Regions from separate parts of the Sus scrofa genome. Here region 2 is linked to region 1. Evidence: chromatin contacts called from public HiChIP or PLAC-seq data. All regions are on one chromosome and are shown on one strand. The core of a region is the stretch at or near the end of the contact, and the rest is flanking DNA. Distances in the headings are between cores, read along the strand shown.

Region 1 (6,899 bases), core at 1,145-3,644:
CATGCAAATCATTAATCAGCCTGGAAAAAGGTGGGATCTTCCTTTACATAACGGAGACACATTCTACTTAGAAAACAACTTTCCCGGAATTAAAGGGAGCTGAAAGAGGAGGAGGAGGAGGCTGGGAACTCGGGTGGTGCCGGGGGAGGGCCAGCGTGCCACCCAGCGGAGACCCGAGGACCAGAGCAGGGGATGGATGCCCCCTCCTGGGGCCCCGGGGCCGCCCTCACCTCTCCCCGGTGCTGAGCTGAGCTGGCCCTGGGGGAGGCCCCCTCCGGTCAGGCCTCCAGCCAGGACAACGATTCCCCGTCCCACCAGGGCTGTCGGCACAGGCTTTACACGCAACCCAGACCCGCATCTAACAGCCGCGACCCCCCCTGTGCCCCCACCTCCTCTAACACTCACTTCTCATTTTCCTTCTCAGACACTTGGAAACAGCTCTCGTATCCCCTAGCATCTGGTTTCTCCCTGGGGGTCCCCTCTTCCTGGCCCTGTCTCCTTGGAGGGCCCCCTCTGTGGGGGACTGTGCGCTGACACCTCCCAAACCCAGAACGGACCCGGCACAACTCGCACAGAGGGACAGAGCCAGGCGCGTGTGCAGGGCAGGTCATGTGCCTCACGCACACCTGCCTTCTGCTCTGGATGAGGCGGTGTCCCCACCAGCCCCCAAGGCGACCAAAGCTACACCTCCTCCGTACCATCTACAACCCCGGCAGCCAGCAGCCATTAAGGGGGACAACGAAGGCCACAGTCACGGAGGGCTCACTACGTGGGACACGGGGCATGAACCTCTGTTCTCACAAGTGGGCATCGGGGACTGTGCTGCGGGGGAGGGGCCAGACGGGAGCGGATTTCCAGAGCCCGCCCCGGGTCACAGCCGAGCTGGGTCCCCAACAGAGTAAGGCTGGGGGGGTGGATATGGAGCAGGAGAGGGACGGGGGGGGGGGGGCAGAGGGGAGGGCAGGGACGGCAGGCTCTCTGCCCAGGCTCTGGGGCTCCTGCTTGTTCACCCCACCTTGTTCCAGAAAGGACACAAGTCACTGAGCAAATTGTTCCTTCAGTCTAAGTTTCCTGGGCTTGGACCTTCATTTGCTAAATTAAAAATATAATAACTCACACAGCCAAGGAGTAAATCAAGGTAAACTGCTGCCCTGCTTGAAACGCTACTGAACCACCCCCAGAGCAGCCACAAGTGCCAGGCCAGGAGCAGGCGGTCTCACTCAGGGCCTGCAAACCCTCTGGCTTCGGGAACCTGTCCAAGTGACGCATCTGCCAGAGGATGTGTCATGAGAATGAGCTAATTATCCACAGAATTCACAGGCTGGGGTGAGGCTGTCACCAGGGGGGCTGGAGACCGCAAGACCTCAGGCAGACAGGCAGCTTCGGAGACCCTCGGTAAATGGGGACCCTCCGTAAACTATGTCTCTTCAGGAAGTGCCCCCAAAAGTGCCCAGGCCCTGCTTAAAGGACGGCTCTGGGAGGCGTCACAGAGTCTCAGAGCTGCAGGTGGCCGCACAGGTGTGGTGGGGGGCTGACCCAGTCCCTCCTTCTCAACCTCGGGTCTGGCTTCCTCCCCTCCAACCTCCTCTCCGCGGCCTCCAAACGCCAGCCCGCGAGTAGGAAGTGGGAAGCCACCCAGTTCTCTGAAACTCGAGTCCCCAAGAGCCAGGAAAGTCACAAGGCTCGGGAGGAGGCGGCCAGGGTTAATCAAACCCGAATGCGGACGCACCCCGCGGGGCCCCTCCTGGAATGACAGAGGCCACGTGGCACCTCGCACGTCGGTCAGCAGGGACAAGGGGCGCGGCCCTGCCCGGCTAGGACCGCGAAGGGGCTGCCAGACACGGCGCGACCCCCGCCGGACGCTGCGCTGAACTCTCCCAAACGTCCCCCCGCCCCTCCTGCCGCGGCCAGCGCTGGACGGTGGTTGACCTTGGTGATGGTCAAGGCAACCAGCCTCGGCCAGGGGCCACGGTGCCGATGTGCGGATTCCTGCCGCTGCCACTGCGGCCCGGGCGCCCCTCGCCTGGGGGAAGGCGGAGCCCCTCTCCCTGCACGTCGAAGGAGCCCGCACCCTCCCCCCGGTCCCCGACTCCCACCCAGTGCCCCGAGAGCCCAGCCCCGAGGCCGGGCCCGCGCCCACCTTGGCGCAGCGGCGCGCGCGCCAGCTCCGGCCGGTCCTCGGGGAAGGCGTCGCGGAGGCGCTGCCACAGGCGGCCCAGGTCGGCCAGGCTGCGGTGCAGGTACAGCACGCTGCGGTCCGACCACTCGGTGCGGATCTCGAAGAACTCCTCCTCGTCGCCGCGCCGGCTGACGATGAGCCTGCGGATGCCGTTCACCCAGCAGCCGCGCACGAACATGTTCACGAGCGACGTGCCCTCAAACACCGCCGAGGCCATGCCGCGGGCCGCGCATGCCCCGGCCGGCAGGGGGCGCGCCCGCCCGGGCCGGGGGCAGCCCGGGGCCGGGGTCCGCCCAGAGTCCGTCGGGCGCCTGTATCTGCCCGGGATCTGCGCGGAGCCGGGGTCAATCCAGGGCCGGGGTCCGCCCGAAGTCCGTCCGGCGCCGGGATCGGTCCGGGATCTGCGCGGAGCCGGGGTCTGCCCGGCCTGGGGTCGGTCCGGCGCCGGGGTCCGTCCGAGGTCTGTCCAGAGTCGAAGAGACCTGGGATCTGTCCGGAGCCGGAGTCGGTCAGGGTCTGCCCGGGCTCAGTCCCGGGCTGGCGCCCCTCCGAGGTCTACTTGGGGCCGGGGTCCGTTTGGGCTCCGTCCGGAGACCGGGTCGGTAGGAGGCCTGCTCGAGTCCGGGTCCGTCCCGGCCCGGGGTCGCGGCGGAGCGGGTCTGCGGATGTCGGCCGGGCCTCCGCGCGCTCTCCCGGAGGGCGAGGCTACGAGCGGCGGGGCCGGCCGAGCCGAGGCTTATAAGGCACTTCCCATCGCGGGCGGCGCGGTCGCCGACGTCGAGGCCGCGGCCGCCTCCGCCTTCCCCGCCTCCAGGCAAGAGGACACGCCGCGCGCGGAGGGGTGGCCTGGCCGCCGCGCCCCGCGCCGCCTCCCGAGCCCGCGCTGCTGGGGCCGCGGGGACCCCCGGCCGCCGGGCGGGGCGGAAACCCCAGCGCCGGCCCCGCCTCCCGCCTCCCCCCTCCGCTCCGGGTCCCGAGCCGCCGGCCCGGACTGGACGAGACTGGGGGTGGGAGGGCCGGCCGGCCTGTGCCCGCCGGGTTCCTGGGGAGACTCTTGTCTTTCCGTTTCTCGATCCTGCGCGCCCCACCCGGCCCGCGAGGGGGTGGCAGTGGCACGTGTGCGGGCGGGGGGCGAGGGCGGGGCGCACGGGCTCCGGGGACTTGGCGCCGGGACCGTCTGCCAGGTTCTCCACTGCGCGCCGCCCCCCCATCCACCCTGGGCCGGGCCGGGCTGGGGCGGCCCCCGCCCCGCGGCCCCCGCGCATTCCAGTCGCGCCGCTGCCTGGCCTTGGCCCGGACGCGGCTGGAGACAGACGGGGACGCGGCGGGACAGACAGGCCCGCGCCAGCCAGCCGAGGGGCCGCCCTCCAAAAGGAGAGGGGACCTCCCTGCTGAGAAGTGGGACCGACCCGCGGTGGGAAAGAGCATCCCCGCGGCAGCGGGGGCCCTAGGTGAGCGAGGGGATTTCGGAAGCGGACCCGGGGAAGCCGCCCGCCTGCAGAACTCTGGTTCACAGCGGCCTGCTCCTCACGCTGTTCCTAATTGGGAAGAAATTTCGAACGATAGGTCCAGAATCGGAAGTTAGTTCAAGAACTGCAAGTTGGTTCCAGAGGCTGCAGGGACCTCACCCCGCCCCAGGCGGTGGAGAAAGAGCCTGGGCGCAGAAAGGACTGGGGCCGGGGCAGGTTGCCGGTGACTTGATTCAATCCAGACCGAGAGGTGCGCACCCCTGCTTCCCGTTTCCCGAGAGACAGACACACACACACAGACACACAGACACAGACACACACACACACGTTTTACTCAGTGATTTGCCCTTATCCTGTCTTCAAAGTTCATCATCCAAGTTTATCTTTACCTCCCATTTTCCGTGTAAACTGGGAAGAGAAGGTGTTTTCCACCGCCTGGGGACCCCGCCATGCGGCAGCGGTCACTAAGTGCTGGTGACTGAGAGACTGGCCACCTAGTCGCAGGAGGGGCGGAGGGAGGCTGCGGGGGGAGCCAGGCAGGGCAGAGTTTCACCTCTTCCCACAAAGCCCCATCCTCAACCTCTGTGGGCACGTTGCCTCCTCTCACTGCCCCTGGGCTGAGCAGTGGCTCTTCGACTTTAAAGCCAGAATTACGGTGCTTTTATGCCTCCTGTACAGTCTTTTCTAGGAACAATCCGGGCTTCGTTCCCTGTTGCCCAGGAGACCTGACTTTGTGAGGCTGCCCTTCAGTTGCACCCGGCGCTTCTGGTCACTGAAGAGAAGGAAGCATTTTCCTATCAGGATGTTTGTTTGTTTAAAGACACCTGAAACTAGAGAGTTAAAAATAACAACTCAGAAGTCACTAATCATTACAGAAATTCAGAGTGAAATGCAATGACCTGCCACTTTTTAATCCTTTGCATTGATATAGACTTTTTACTTTTTTTTTTTTTTTTTTTTTTTTTTTTTTGCTTTTTAGGGCTGTACCTGCAGCATGTGGAAGTTCCCAGGCTAGGGGTCGAATCAGAGCTGCAGCTGCCAGCCACAGCCACAGTGATGCAGGATCCAGGCTGCATCTTTGACCTACACCACAGCTCACAGCAGCGAGGAATCCTTAACTCACTGAGCAAGGCCAGGGATCGAACCCACATGCTCATGGATCCTAGTTGGGTTCATTACTGCTGAGTCACAACAGGAACTCCCTGATAAAGACTTAAAAAATCTATTAAGAAAAATTATCCATGGAGCTCCCATCGTGGTGCAGCAGAAACGAATCCGACTAGGAGCCATGAGGTTGTGGGTTTGATCCCTGGCCTCGCTCAATGGGTTAAGGATCCGGCATTGCTGTGAGCTGTGGTGTAGATCGCAGATGCGGTTCGGATCCCAAATTGCTGTGGCTGTGGCGTAGGCTGGCGGCTAAGCTCCAATTGGACCCCTAGCCTGGGAACCTTCATATGCCACGGGTGCGGCCCTAAAAAGACAAAAAAGACTAAAATAAAATAAAATAAGATAAAATGTCAGTGGAAAAACTGTCCATGAAAATGACTGCTGGGTTCAGCATAGGGATACAGATAGACATGAAAAGAAAAAAAAAAAAATGCTAAATTAGGAAAGAGGCCTGCCAAATCCCTAAGGATGCCTTTGAGGTGGTGAGAACAAAGTCAAGGTGCAAGAGTGTCCACAGGGACTTTTGCCTTATCGGTAGTTCTTATAGACATTTCTGAATTGCATGAATGCACATATTACTTGTGGAATTTTTTTTTTTAATGGCTGTGGCATATGGAAGTTTCCAGGCTAGGGGTCGAACCGGAGCTATGGCTGCCGACCTATGGCACAGCCACAGCAACTCAGGATCTGAGCTGCATCTGTGACCGATGCCACAGCTCACAGCAACACCAGACCCTTAACCCACTGAGCAAGGCCAGGGATAGAACCTGCATCTTCATGGGTACCAGTCAGGTTCTCAACCTGCTGAGCCGCAACAGGAACTCCAACTTGTAGAATTTTTTAAAGGGATATCTAGGCGCCTGGAGAACCTGGAGGTACAGAGCCAGAATGTCCCCAGTCTTGACTCTGGGCAGCGAGAACAGGTCCTACCCCAGGACCTGTGTTATGTAAACCTCAGGAACAGACCGGGAGGAGGTGGGGTGGTTTCGGGTTGTAAATCAAGCTGATCAGGCAGCTCCGTGCCCGAGGCCACATAATACCTGTTGTTGCTGGGAACAAAGAGGAGCGCTTGGGGTCACCTGCCCATCTCCCAAGCCTGGCTCCGGTTACACAGGTGTGTCTAGGAGGCAGCCTGGGTGTGGCCAGCACCTGGGAAACCAGACACATCCATCTGATTCTTAAGAATAAAAAATGGGAATCAAAGACTTCATGAAATGCAGGGCCCTGGCTTTTGACGGGATGTTTATTTTTCTTCTGTGGTTGTTTGTTTTGGCTTCGGTGACGTTAAGCTCTGTGATTTCTTGCTAACCCTTACGGTCCAGAAGAGTAAGGGGCAAAGGTTGGTTGTCACTCTAGGTCACCCTCTGTGTCCCACCCCTGCTGCATCGGACCACACAGTAGGCAGCTGGAGGCTCAAGGCAGGAGGTGAGATTAGGCTGGAGCAGGTCCAGCGCAGCCCTGACCCCACAGGCTCAACACTTTGTAACCCTCCCCCCACTCTATCTCCACCATACGCAAAGTTGGGGCTAAAGAGTCTCCCCGCCCCACCCGCCGGGAGCTATTTTTTGCCCAATTCATGCCTAAATGGTTCCTGAGCAGGAAACAGGTGAGCAGCACAGGAGCAGGTGGTTACAGCACTTGCAGTATCTGCCTGGGCTTATTATGGTCTTGAACGTACTCATGCCTGAAAGTGAATTATCAGTACAACCCAGGATAATCTATGAAAACGCTAATTGACACAAATAATTTAAGCTGTTCATCCAAAAAAAAAAAAAAAAGTTTTTTCCATGACTGCCTGTGCTTGCATGAGTCCGTTAACTCGTTGCAGAAGCACCATGATTTGCATTGAGAAACCACCTCTTGGGTGGTTCTGGACAAGGAAGCTGGTTCAGCGAGCATCCTGCAAACATAGCTCTTCCTCTTTCTCTGCAAATGAATAGTCGTAGGGGGGCCTCAGGGCCCAGAACATTCTAGACCCCTTGACTGGTCTGAGCCTCACCACAGCCCTTAGGGACAAGGAGGGCAGGATAGCTGCCCCTGCAGGCCAGGAAACTGGGGTCCAAGAGGGGCTGAAGTGCACCTGA
Region 2 (7,337 bases), core at 3,176-5,675, 180 kb after region 1:
TGCAGCTTGCAAACTGGCTTTTGCTTCTCAAGTTGTTACCAGCAGGCAAAGAGCTAGCAGCTTACACGGTGGGATACCTTAACGGTTGCCAGACATCCCACGTCGTCCAACGACTCCCCTCCTCTCTGCCCGCTTCTCTTCTTCCTTTGGTGTAAGACAGTTTTGGTGAAGGAAGCATTGCATTCCGGCACAAGCCCTTGTCTCACGGCGGATGGGCGGTTTGGTTAGGGACCAACGGAGGTCAGCGTGAAGTAGTGGACGTGATGTCAGTGCAGAGTGAGGCTAGCATCTCTGAAGATGCAAAACAATTGTAAAGTCACTTGCCATTCGCTTGAGGCATGCGCAGATCACACTACGTGCTGTGTCTGTGGTGGAACCCAGCACATCTGTTCATTCACTCACTCGTGTCTTGCTGTGCATCTATTAGAGATCTAGGACCAGGCGAAGGTGGAAATTTTGCTCACTGATATTTTTGGAATAAAGAAATGACAGAACTAAATAGTAATGAAGCAGCACGAGCATTCATTCTTTCTCAAATTAATCCCACGTTAGCTTTGCTATGCAACGACAAAAAGGAATATTGAATTGCAATAATGCTTATTCTATTATCAGGTGAAAATTCTGAATTCTCTGGCTTAGAAAGGATCTTAGAAAGACATCAGTTCCCCAAAGAGATTCATCTGACCCCAAAACCAAGCAGTATGCCCCTGTGGAGAAGGAAAGCCAACAATGAAAATCAGGGGTGGAAGAAATGCCACGTGTGGAATAAAACCACAAAGGAGCCCCCGATGTCGACCATAGTTGTCAGGTAGGGGTCTAACTTTTGTCCTATGCAGGTGTTTTTTGGTTTTGTTGTTTGGTTTTTGTTGTTAGTGGTGGTGTTTTTCTTTTTAGGGACGTATCTGTGGTATATGCGAATTCCCAGACTAGGGGTCAAATTGGAGCTGTAGCTGCTGGCCTGCCACACAGCTGCAGCAACACTGGATCTGTGTTTGTAAGTTTTTGAGTCTATTTCATCTTAATAAAAAGAGAGAGCCATCCTCCTCTAAAATAGTTTTACCATTTTACTCTTAGTCTGGAGTACCTCTTCTTCATCCTTTAACCTGTGCATCGCACGAGACCGGAAGTGAACTGCACCGGCAGCACACAGATGAGTCAGGTGATTTTTTAAATCCATCCTGTCCATCTGCGTTTTTCTGGAGCGTTTCACACATTGACATTCACACACAGAGACGCACGTGCTTTCTCAGCATCTTGTTCTGTGTGCGTCGTACCACGATTTTGCCCGTTTCCTCCGTGACTGCTGCTTTCCTTTGTGTTAACTTGATTGTGTGTGTGTGTGTGTTGACGTATTTTAATCCCCTTCTCAATTTCTTTTGGTGTATTTTCTTTTCTTCAATTATTAAATTTTTTTTGTCTTTTTATGGCCACACCTGCAGCATATTATAAGTTCCCAGGCAAGGGGTCAAATTGGAGCTACAGCTGCCGGCCTATCCCACAGCCACAGCCACGCCGGATCTGAGCCGCATCTGCAACCTACACTGCAGCTCCCGGCAACACTGGATCCTTAACGGAGCGAGGCCAGGGATCAACTCTACTAGACAGGTTTGTTACCACTGAGCCGTGACGGGAACTCTGCTCCTAACATCTTCAATGTGATTTTTTTTTCTCGATGGACATTCACCTGCTTGCTGTAGATGTTTGACTGGTTTCTACTAGTTGATTACTTGATTTTTTGGGAGGGAAGACAACCTCAAACTTCCGGGTCAGTATCTCGCTGTTGTCACTCTACTTATTCATCTGCCCGTTTCTTCTCTCCATATTTCACATGCTCAAGTTTTTACGGATTTATCTTCTTGGGTCACTGACTCCATCATCTATGCTGTTACTGAGTTCCTCCAGAGAGTGGTTTTTTAATTTCAGATTTTCAGTTCCAAATTTTTTATTTGGTTCTTCTTTTGTAGTTTCCCTGCTGAGAAGTCATAGTTTGAATAATTTCAAGTGTGTTTTTCTTTACCTGGTAGAGCACAGTTATAAGGACTGCCCAACATCTAGGGCATCTCAGGAGTCACAGGTGTTGTCTTTTCTTCACTGGAGTGCGCCCGTATTTTCACAGTCTTTGCACGTCCAAGAGTTTTGGTTTGTATCAGGGACAGGGGGACTATTATGCTGCATGTGCCCTGGTTCTGTTGAAATCATCTGGAGATTTTTGTTCTTTTTAGGGCCGCACTCATGGAATATGGAAGTTCCCAGGCTAAGGGTCGAATTGGAGCTACAGCTGCTGGCCTACACCAGAGCCACAGCCACGCCAGATCCAAGCCGAATCTGTGACCCACATCACAGCTCACAGCAACACCAGACCCTTAACCTACGGAGCGAGGCCAGGGATTGAACCTGAAACCTCATGGTTCCTAGGTGGATTCGTTTCCACTGCGCCATGACGGGAACGCCCTTCACTTTTAATTCTTGGCATTGCTTCTTAATGACAAAATGTGACTGTGGGCATTAAGCACTAGAGAAAATAGTGAGAGCTCAATTAACATTAACGGTGTGAGTTTTAATATATTTTCTATAAGACTGAACTTTTTTTCTTTTTAGGGCCACACCTGCAGCATATGGAAATTCCTGGGCTTGCGGGTCAAATGGGAGCTGCAGCTGCATCTGCGACCTACCCAGCAGCTTGCAGCAACGCTGGATCCTTAACCCACTGAGCAAGGCCAGGGATTGAACCTGCATCCTCATGGATACTAGTTGGGTTCTTAACCTGCTGAACCACAATGGGAACTCCCAAGACTGAATGTTCTGGATTAGGATTTCTGGAATTAAAAAGTTAAGCACTAAGGTCTTCTCGACATGGCTCAATGGAAAGGAATCTGACCAGTATCCATGAGGACACACGTTCGATCCCTAGCCTTGCTCAGCAGGTTAAGGATAGGGCGTTGCCCGTGAGCTGTGGTCTAGGTCGAAGATGCGGCTAGGGTCTGGCGTTGCTGTGGCTGTGGCGTAGGCTCCGACTGCAGCTGCAGCTCTGATTCAACCCCCCGATCTGGGAACGTCCACATGCCACAGGTGCAGCCCTAAAAAGACAGAAAAAAAGAAATTAAGAACTAAGAAGGTGGATGTTTGGTGGGTTGGCTACCTACATGCCGATGCCGGAGGGTGAGAGAGTAACGCGGACGCTTAGAAGAGCAGGTAGCCCACGGCCCCGGCATAGCCCCCGGAACCACACCCTTGTCTGTCCAAGGACACACGTCAAAGCAGAAAGATGCAAGGACAGTGAAGGCAGCTTTCGCATGAGCCGTTTATAAAATACCACGTTCAACAAGAATGAAGAAGTTCCCAGAGTTCCTGTTGTGACTCAGCAGAATTGAATCCGACTGGGGACCATGAGGTTGTGGGTTCGATCCCTGGCCCCGCTCAGTGGGTTAAGGATCCGGTGTTGCCAGGAGCTGTGGTGGCCACAGATGCAGCTCGGAGCTGGTATTGCTGTGGCTGTGGCGTAGGCTGGCGGCTACAGCTCCGATTCGACCCCTAGCCTGGGAACCTCCATATGCGGCAGGTGTGGCCCTAAAAAAAAAAAAAGAATGAAGGAGTTCCCTGTGAGGCACAGCGGGTAAAGGATCCAGCGTTGTCACTGCTGTGGCTCAGGCTGCAGGTGAGGTGCGGGTTTCCTCCCTGGCCCTGGAACTTCCTCATGCCGTGGGTGAGGCCAAACAAACAAAAAACCCAAGAACAAAACAAAAATATTGCAAAAAGGAGAATGTTTACAAAAACGAGACAGATAATAAAGACCGATAATTGAGGAAATGCTTGTTGATTCAGATCATTGCTTTCCAAACGAACAATCTGATTCTCCCTTTGTGCTTTTTTATTGATTATGGCGGGGGGGGTGTCAGTGAAACTTAAAGTCGTATGTATTCCCTGGTAATGCCCCTTCCGCTTGCTCCTCCCGCCAGATGGCTGAAAAAGAACATGCGACCCGCCGAGGACCTGGACTCGGTCACCCAGAAGCTGGCGGTGTTTGGGCCGATCAAGTCTGTGACTCTGTGTGGACGGCAGAGTGCTGTCGTGGTTTTCGAAGACACGGTCTCAGCCTGCCACGCGGTGACGGCTTTTCAGAGCAGGGTGCCAGGCACGATGTTTCGGTGCGCCTGGCAGCAGCGGTTCATGGCCAAGGACATGAGCCTGCCCCCTGCCCCCCACCTGCCTCCCTTCTCAAAGCCCGTTTCACATCCCTTTTCAGCAGGGCTCCGCTGAAATAAAATCACCCCACCTGCTAGTTAGCGCTGAAAAAAAGGCACGATGACGCCTCTTTGGTTCGGCAACTGGCACTCAGAACCAGCTGCTGGGAAGTCCTGGGCTGTGGCAGGCGTCATAGCTTCGCCTTCTTGGACAAGAAGGCTACGATGGCCGTGATGCACTCATCGGACACCCACCTCTCTGCCAGGACTCTGCTTTCCTCCGCATTAACCGCATGCAACTTCTCCTTCTCCTGATGCCTCATGAGCCGTTTTGCAATTCTCATGGCCTGAAAATACAAAACCCGTAGTGATGATAAATTTTAGGAGTTCCTGCTATGCAGCAGTGGGTTAAGGATCTGGTGGGGTCTCTGCAGTAGCTACAAGGGCTGGATCCCCAGCCCAGGGCACTGGGTTAAGCATCTGGCATTGTTATATCTGTGGCTCGGATTCCATCCCTGGCCCAGGAGCTTCCATATGCTGCAAGTGCAGCTGAAAAAGGGAGGAAAAAAAAAAAGTTTTCTAACAGGAGTGGGATTCTTCTAGAAATCTCCCCACCCCCTCTTTGTTAGGGCCGCACCTGCAGCATATGGACGTTTCCAGGCTAGGGGTTGAATTGGAGCTGCACCTGCCAGCCTACACCACGGCCACAGCAACTTGGGATCTGAGCCTCGTCTGCGACCACAGCTCACAGCAATGCCAGATCCTTAACCCACTGCACGAGGCCAGGGCTCGAGCCCATGTCCTCATGGATACTAATTGGGTTCATTAAAAAAAAAGAATCCTAACATTTGGGGGGAGCTTTGCATATGCCTTCAGCCTGGCCCAAACTTCTTTCTGAAAGGTGTCATCAGGAAAAACCGCAGTAACAAGTCCTTGAGCAAGTGCTTCTCGTGCGGTTAACTTCTTCCCAAAGATGAGCATCTCTGCTGCCTGAAATGAAAAGCGAGAGTGAGACGTGTCAGAACGAACTGCTGTCCGTCGATACAGGGACATTCACTCCTGCTCTCTGAGGTTCTGCCGGGATTCCCCGAGGAGGAGACTGAGGAGCCCCCAGTCGAAGGTCTGCCACCTGTGCGCAGATACCATTTAGGCTTTTTCTAGAAGGTTTGCAGCAGTTGCTGCATCTGTGTGTGTCTAGGCTGGGGAGGCAGGAGCGGGGAGCCGGGGGCAATGCTGACTCTCCCACACGTGCCAACTGTGAGTTTCTGGGGTTTCTTCGTTAGTTTGTTTTCGTCTTTTTAGGGCCACACCCAAGGCATATGGAGGTTCCCAGGCTAGGGGTCCAATTGGAGCGGTAGCCTCCAGCCCACACCACAGCCACAGCAACACAGGATCTGAGCCTCGTCTGTGACCTGCACCACAGTTCACGGCAACGCTGGATCCTTAACCCACTGCGCGAGGCCAGGGACCGAACCCGCAACCTCATGGTTACAAGTTGGATTTGTTAACCACTGAGCCATGACAGGAACTCCGTGAGTTTCAGTTTTATACACAATTATTCTTTCAAAAGAAGAAAAAAAAAGAAAAATTGTGACCATAGGGAATGCCAACGAACTTTTAGAAACCCCAACTTTCAAAATGCCCTTCCCTGCAAATTCACACAGTGCTCCGGCCCTGACAGTTCTCTTTACCTGCCCAGGTAAATTAGGAAAGTGAGGCAGACGAACGCTCTGTTTCTGACCAAGCTGGGCTCACGAGGTCAATGTCCTTCTCTCTGTGTGCAGCTTCTCTTCCAGAAAAGCAAACACTGTCTCCTAACCCAGTGCTCTAAGCCTTAGAGCTGGGGTTCTGTCCAGCCTTTCAAAGTTAAAGTCTGTGTCACAATTCAGAGCACAGGACAGAAGAGAGCTTTAAAACACACCCAGAGAAACACAGAGGGATTTTCAACGAGCACCTGACAGCACTAAACAGAGGCTCGATTCCCGCCCCCTCCAGATCTTGGAGCGTTTGCTACGCCTTTCCCTCCGCGCTGGCTCTCGGCCTTGTCACTGTCCCCTCAGGGTCCTGCACACAGAGTGGGGCCGCCTAGGCCTCCACAACCCCAGGGACGGATCCGAGCGGCCACTTCCATGTGCCACGGGGGCAGCCAAGGGAAAAAAGGAAGCGGGGGGGGGGGGCGGGGGGGGAGGCAGGCAGGCTGCGGAGGCCGGGGTCGCTGCGGGGTGGGCACCGGGCGCCCAGCTCAGGGTGACCCGCAGCTGGGGAGCCGCAGCCTGAGCTTCCCGTTCCCCCTCCTGCTGGACACGTCCCCCAGCCGGGTTCCCCCACCTCTGAAACTGCTCAGAGTTGGGGAGCCAACGAGTCACTTCTCTCTCCTCTCTCTTATCGAGGGAATAACAGAGCCGGGGATTTCTTCTGGAAGGGAGATGACGCGTTGCCATTTAGCTGGAAGGCGTCCAGCAGTTACCTTGCTCGGGCCCATCATCTTCGGAAAAATGTAAGAGGAGCATCCTTCTGGACTCTGGCCGAGGTGGCTGAAGGGCGTGTGAAATGTTGCCTTTTTGGAGAAAAAAAAAACAGTTTTCATGTGTCATTTCAAAAAATCATTGTCTGCAGCCTCCTGACCACACCGAACTGAAGGACATGAAAAAGTTATGATTAGCGTGTATCACTGGACAGGCAGACCCGTCTCACTGTGCTTTGCTGTACAGATACTGTGACTTTTACAAACGGAAGGTTTGTGGCCGCTCTGCGTCGAGCGGGTCTCTGGGTGTCATTTTCCCAGCAGCTTTATTTTTAAATTAAGGCCGTTGTTTTTAAACGCCTAATTGTTGTCTTAGGCATGGTGCTACTGTACACTTAACACACGACAGGGTAATGTAAACATAACTTGAAAGGCACTGGGAAACCGACAAAATCCCACGACTCCCTTTATCGTGAGGTTTGCTTTATGTTGATCTGCAACCCAGCCCGCAGTATCTCCGAGGTCTGCCTGTGTAGACACAAATCCGCTCTCTCCAAGTGTGCAGTCGGGTGGTTTTAACAAAGGGGTACAGCGACGCAGCCACCACCACCACCAGGATACAAGGTGTCCGCATCACCTGAGTTCCCCGGCCCCTCCGCTGTCCATCTGTCCCCCAACCCCCGAGCAACCGC

The links. HiChIP or PLAC-seq counts read pairs in DNA pulled down with a chosen protein or histone mark.
Region 2: a contact with region 1 is called in an H3K27ac HiChIP or PLAC-seq map of alveolar macrophages. The contact joins the enhancer-like site here to the promoter of LOC110261697 in region 1. A contact is called at or near these places in 13 of 47 Hi-C or Micro-C datasets (alveolar macrophages, blood, fetal liver and 7 more) and 2 of 2 datasets of contacts at active chromatin or transcription factors (alveolar macrophages and skeletal muscle).

The regions. Positions count from the first base shown.
Region 1 is chr7:2,245,985-2,252,883 of Sscrofa11.1, forward strand. It overlaps LOC110261697 (collagen alpha-1(III) chain-like), which reads left to right and starts at 2,395. Exons shown (of 3, transcript XM_021099999.1): 1 at 2,395-2,836; 2 at 2,923-3,630. The coding sequence starts at 2,395. PXDC1 (PX domain-containing protein 1) reads right to left here and starts at 3,002. Exons shown (of 6, transcript XM_001928852.5): 1 at 2,141-3,002. The coding sequence starts at 2,396.
Region 2 is chr7:2,422,331-2,429,667 of Sscrofa11.1, forward strand. It overlaps ECI2 (enoyl-CoA delta isomerase 2), which reads right to left. Exons shown (of 10, transcript NM_001113443.1): 8 at 6,649-6,738; 9 at 5,028-5,171; 10 at 3,856-4,528. The coding sequence ends at 4,373. Among named protein-coding and RNA genes, the nearest start is that of ECI2, 20 kb to the right of the region's middle. Within about 2 kb of position 4,426, at least 1 of the 83 cell types and tissues checked has an H3K27ac peak or open chromatin away from gene starts, as enhancers often do. A contact at or near this core is called in alveolar macrophages, where this site is marked.